Regions from separate parts of the Neogale vison genome. Here region 2 is linked to region 1. Evidence: chromatin contacts called from public Hi-C data. All regions are on one chromosome and are shown on one strand. Each heading gives the region's core, a stretch centred on a gene start, on an enhancer-like site or on the middle of the called end of the contact. The rest is flanking DNA. Distances are from core to core; before and after follow the strand shown. Region 1 holds the start of TFAP2E (transcription factor AP-2-epsilon). Region 2 has its middle 11 kb from the start of C2H1orf216.

Region 1 (2,834 bases), core at 235-2,734:
GAGGGAAGCCTGCACCATCTCCCCCAGTTCTGCCCTGGCTGATGCACGCTGTTCCTTACCTTTCTTGATTACGGACTGGTCCAGAAGACTCATTCCCGTATCATCCATGGCCTGAAAATAGGAGAGGCAGTGGTAAGAGGGCTTATGGACCTAGTCCCCTGTCACTTCCCAAGTCCCTGCAGTCGCTGGTCCTGGTCCTGTCCACTCTGCCCAGTGCTCTCCACCTACCCTTGAGGCAGCCACTGGCAGGACCAGGACTGCCCGGTGGCTGAAGCCCTGGATACCTCACCCTGCCCTGCAAAATAGCAATTTTGAACCTTAGAAAACTCCTCTGCCTCTCTCCGCTTCAGACGGAGGCTGTCCCAGCGGACTGGGTCTGGACCATGGATGCCTCACGTGGCCGAGCGGAGAGCTAAGGACGTGTTCGAGCCTCTGTCCGTTGACTCCACCAAGGGTTGCCGCCCTCCAGGCACCGCGCACTGACTCAGTGCCAGGCCGCCTGAATGGACAGGCAGCATGTAACCCAGATTTGGGCTCCTCCTCGCAGTCATGAGTGAGAGGTGGCAGGGTGAGAGACGAGTGGGACACCCGCCTTTGTCACTGTGCCTCCGGCCAGAGTCCTAAATCCCCGCGGCCGGTCCTGGCCCATCCCGGACCGTTCGGGCCTCACCTGCAGGTCGTCTAGGCCAGGCGGCGCCGCCAGCCCAGGGAGGCCGAGGGGTGCATCTGCCAGGCCGTGCGCGCCGTCGGCTAGGCCGTGCAGGAGCCGGGGAACCGCGGCGGCGTAGTCGCGGCGTGGGTCGAGGCCCAGGGCGCGGGCGGGCGGCGCCAGCAGACTGGGTGGCTCGTCATGGGCGCGGGCGGCGGCGCGGGGCGCGGCCCAGGCGGCCTGTGGAGGCTGCGGCTGTCCCAGAGGCGCCAGGCCGCCGCCGTAGGGGTCCGCGGCCAGGTGCGGGAAGGCGGCAGCGGCGTCGGGCGCCTGGCCGTAGGGCAGTGGCGGCTGCGGGTAGGGCGGCGGGAAGTAGGGTGGTTGGAAGTCGGCGGCGGCCGGCGTGTGGCAGAGCGGTGGCGCCGGCCCGTAGGCCGCCTGGGGCAGAGACGACAGGCGGGCCGCGCCAGCCGCTGCGCCCAGCCCGTCGGGGCGCTCCTGGGGAAGGAGAGGGGCGCGTTAGGCCACCCGCTGATAGCTGAACGACCCCGGTCCCCGAGAGGACCGTCCTCAGCTCTCGGGGATCCGGCTGCCGTCCTGCCCGGGCGTCGCGGGGCCTGAGGTCTAGTTCGGAGGATCCCACGGGCGCGGGAGCCTCGAGCTAGGACAGGGGTGTCCCGCGCGCACCCTCACGGTTCGCAGCTGGCGGAGTCCCTGCGGCCCCCTCCTGCCGAGATTTCGTTGGAGGTGGAGGTTCGGCAGGTCCGGGCGCTCGGGTTCCCCGATCCCGCGCCCCTAGACTACTCACCATGGCGGAGTAAGTGTGCACCAGCATGGGGCGGGTGGCGCGGGGCGCGAGGCGTGGCGGCGGCGGAGTCCTCGCCCGACGGCGAGCGCCGCGGGAAGAGGCGCGGGGATCCTGTACAGCACTCGGGTGCCCTTTGGGGCGGCGGGGTGCAGCCCGGCCCGCAGCCCGGCGGGCGTCGGGTCCTCAGCTGTAGGCGCCCGGGGGCAGGTCCATGGGGGCGGGACGTGGGCCGGACGGGCGCAGATCGCACTTGGGAAAGTCGGTCAACGGGTGCCCAGCGCCCGCCCTCCTTCCTCTGAGCGCAGCCCTCTCCATGCACTCCAGTTATAGTGGCGGGGGCGCGCTGGGCCTCCGGGGCGCGCATTAAAGAGACACGCGGTGGCCGCTTTCTCCCTTCTCTCCAGCGACGGTTCAAGGGGAGGCGTGGCATTGGCGCGACCCCGTGGGGTGGGTAGCGGGGCGTGAATCCAACCCCCGCTGGTCTGAGCCGCCTTCTGGGCTCAAAGCTCCAGGTGCGGTGAAACAGAGAAGGATTGGAGGCTAGGATGTAGGGATGGTAGTTTTGAATCTCAGCGCTACCGCCTTTATTTGCCTTTGAGCAAGGCACGACTCTTTCTCATCCTCAGCTTCCTAGTCTGTAAAATGGGTATCAGTCCTTTCACTTACCCCCTCACTGGACTGTGGATGGGCCATCGTCAATGTGGAAGAAGTTTGAGAGCTGCCGACCCAAGCCCACTGGCTCATGTGCACACATGTGTCAGCGTGTGATGTGTGTACGCGCCATACACACATAGAGAGCCATTACAGTCTTTCTGAATGTTTCTGGATCAAAGACCCTCTAAAGGTGCCCACTTCACTCAGCCTTCTCCAGGGGCTGATAACTCCCAGTGCCAAGCAAGGGTCTGAGGTAGCTGGACACACCAACAAAGAGGGTTGTCCAGCTGGGGGTTGGACAAGAGTTCCACCAGAAAAGGATTCCAGATGTTTTTGAAGCCAGGAGAGTCTGGGCTGACTGAGTGGAGGTCTGTCTCACACACACACACACACACACACACACACAAACACACACACGAGAGACTGTTGGGTGAAGGTATGTCTATGTGCCCCATATGGAGGGCGTGCAGTCAGCACCCTGACATGTGCAGGCTGTGTGTTTGCGGGTTACCATGGCAGGCTTGGCTGTCTCCCAAGGACATTCCCGTCCCTTCAGTCATCCACCTTTCTCCCAAAACCCAACCCTCTCCTCTTCTGCCCCCCTGCCCCAGAAGCAGGATCAAGGATTAAAGAAAGGGAATGAGAGGAATACTAAGAAGAATAGGAGTTTAAAAAGCAGAAGGAAGATGTTAAAAAAAAAAAAGGCGAGAAGATGCTCAGACA
Region 2 (2,834 bases), core at 129-2,628, 110 kb before region 1:
CTGGTGGCAGCCTGTGATCTGTCTACCAGCCTCTGTTTCCTAAAAGCAGCTCCTAATCCCAGAACAGGTGACAGGAACAGAAAAGTGATGATATCTGAGAGCACCTGATCTAGAAAGGCTCCCTGGAGGTAGAAGGGCCTAGAGAATGAGTAAAAGTTGAAGCAACAGAGGATAGTGATTTCTAGTATAGACTGCACCTAGAAGTCTTGGATCCTTCACTTACTAGCTGTGCCTCAGTTTTCTCAACTGTCAAATGGGGATAATTAGTACTTCTTTCATTGGATTATGTGAGAGAGAGTTTACACATGTAAAGCGCTTACACCTGAGCCTGGCACAAAGAAGCGAACCTGAGCTGTTATTAACTGACGGGGAGAAGATGGGGAGCCAGCACTGGTAGGAAATACAGCTGGGCCATTGTGCTATTAGCACAAAGCCTAAGGGGCCTTGAATCCCAGACCCAGGAGTTTAATGAAATGGTGGTGGTTAGAAGAGGAACATGAGATGGGGGGACGTTCTGGGTCTGAGGCAGACCTCAAACACACAGGGCCCCAGATACAAGGTCCCACACCAATGCATGAGCGTGTACACACACACACACACCACTCACACTCACAAACGCACACTCCTGGCTACGGACCCCACATGCTTTCTCCCTCCTCCTCCTCCCTCAATCCCTTTCAGAAGTAAGACTGCACCCAGCCTGGGGAGGTGTCCACACTCCCGCCAACCCTGAGACTCTCCCAGGCCCAGTACCAGACAGCCAGAAATGTGTCTGCTTTTCCTCTCCAGGCCTGGAGGCTTCTCTGGCTAAACCGCATCCTCCGCGCCCCGCTCCTTTCCCTCCAACAACCTCCCCCACTCCCCCTCCGCCCTCAGAACCGGTCGATCCTCTAATCGCTCCATTCTCATTTATCACCAGTAGGTTTGAGAAAAGATTCATCCGGTTATGGGACTAGTGGGTGGAAAGGGGGAGGTGGCGCGCGAGAAACGGGGGTTCGTCCTACTAAGGTCAGGGCCCTTAAGGGATGGGTCCCCGGAGGCCTGTACTCGCCCCCACCTGGGAGGAGGGAGGGCTCGGACCGTGGAGTGGGAGATGTCCGAGGGCCTCGGGCGTTGCGGGGGCGGGGGGGAGCGTGACCTTTCCCCATACAGGCGGGGGTGTCAAGGTGGAGCTCCGTGCTCCGCCCTTGGGAAGAGGGAGAGGGCTGGAGGCCCGCGTTCAGCTGGTGTTCTGCGGGACCGGGCGGGGCTCGTCCCCGAAAGGCGCAGACAAAAGGGCGGCCTCCCCGGAGCCGGGGCTCCGCACAAAGCGGGGGGCGGGCGGGGCCGATCCCGCCCCACGCGCCGGCGCGCCCCGGACTGCTGATCCGCACGACTGGGAGCGACGTTTCCTGCGCTTAATCCCAACAAGCATGAAAACGGCTCGGGCCGGCCCGCCAGCAGGCCCTTTGTCCCGGCCTCCTCGCGGGACAGCTGCAGCCGGGGTCCCTCCTCCTCTTTGTGTCTCCTCCCCGCGCCCCACTCCGCCCTCCCCCACTCAGCTGCCCCGACGGCCTCGAGCCTCCCAGGGCTTTCGCCTCGGGCACTTGGGCGCACAAAGCGGGGCAGCGCCCCTAATCTGGGGGAGGGGAGGATTAACCCCAGGGTCTGCAGGGAGGGGCGGGGCCTGGGGGAGGAGCAAAAAGGGGCTGCGGGGTGTGCCCCCCTCTTGGAGTGCAGGGGTGTGCAAGTGAGAACACAGGTGTGGGACGGGACCTGTGGGTGGGAGCTGGTGCTGCCTGCTTCTTAGACTCGTCTAGCCAGCTCCGAGCAGTCAGTATTTAGACAGCTCTCAGGGCAAGCAACTCCCTCGGTGCGCCCCTGGGCTGTCCTGGGACCGGTTCTCTCCACACTCCTTCTGGGATCTCCTCCATTCTGTGACTTCAGTCCTTTCCTGTCCTTGTGACTCCCTCCCCAACCTCTGTCTCCAGCAGGGCCTCTGTCCCCCACCCCTGTCCCCCCCCCCGCCCCCCTCCCCCGCCCCACAGTCAGCTACCTACTGGACCGCGCCACCCAGATAATCCCGAGCAACCTAAACTTCCCAAGTCCCAAACTGAGCCTTCTTCTCCGTACCCACAAACTTGCTCCCTCCATTCAGTCATCTGGGGCCCTCCTCCGTCTCACTCACTGGACGTCCCCAGGCACTTCTCCAGCCCCCTCCAGCTCTGGCTCCCTCCCTTCCATTCAGGGCACTGACCCTGCTCTTCCAACTTCAGACCAGGGACTGCACTCTCTTAGCCTGGCTTGCAAGGCCTTCTCTGGTTCCTGCATGCCTGCTGGCCTGATCTTTCTCCAGAGTCTGGTGTTCCACAAGTTACTGTCTAGTCCACAAACACCTCCCTCAAGAGGCTCCAGGGAGATTGTTTCCCTCTCAGGCAAGGGAATGAAATCGCTGGCTTAGGCTCATTCCCCACAGAACCATCCCTCAGTGAATAGATACAGGGAATGACAGGGCAGTGGCTGAGTCTGGAAAGCTGAGCTCTCCAAAGATGGTGTATGTGGGCCCAGCCTCACCCACCCTGTGCCTGCCCTCCGCAGGACAGCCAGGCTCCTCCCAAGCTGATGAGAACCTGCCCTTCCTGGGGCTCTCTCAGGCCACTGCGGCCACAGAGGTCACTGCGGCCACAGAGGCCACTTCAGGTGCTTGAATCCCCAGAGATGTTGGACACCCACATCTCTGTCCCACATCTCTCAGGACGAATCCTATCCCTGGAAGGCCTGGAAACCAACAGTCTGCAAGCGTATTTGTGTCACCTTGCTCCTGTCACTACTGTCACAAGACATTTCCTCCGAGG

The links. Hi-C and Micro-C count contacts between places; a contact is called where the count stands out from the background.
Region 2: a contact with region 1 is called in a Hi-C map of fibroblasts, with 7 times the contacts expected there. The contact joins the enhancer-like site here to the promoter of TFAP2E in region 1. A contact is called at or near these places in 2 of 3 Hi-C or Micro-C datasets (fibroblasts and muscle).

What each region holds. Positions count from the first base shown.
Region 1 is chr2:27,227,514-27,230,347 of ASM_NN_V1, reverse strand. TFAP2E (transcription factor AP-2-epsilon) reads right to left here and starts at 1,484. Exons shown (of 7, transcript XM_044236360.1): 1 at 1,458-1,484; 2 at 671-1,147; 3 at 60-111. The coding sequence starts at 1,484.
Region 2 is chr2:27,339,450-27,342,283 of ASM_NN_V1, reverse strand. No RefSeq gene overlaps it. Among named protein-coding and RNA genes, the nearest start is that of C2H1orf216, 11 kb to the left of the region's middle. Within about 2 kb of position 1,378, the one cell type or tissue checked has open chromatin away from gene starts, as enhancers often do. A contact at or near this core is called in fibroblasts, where this site is marked.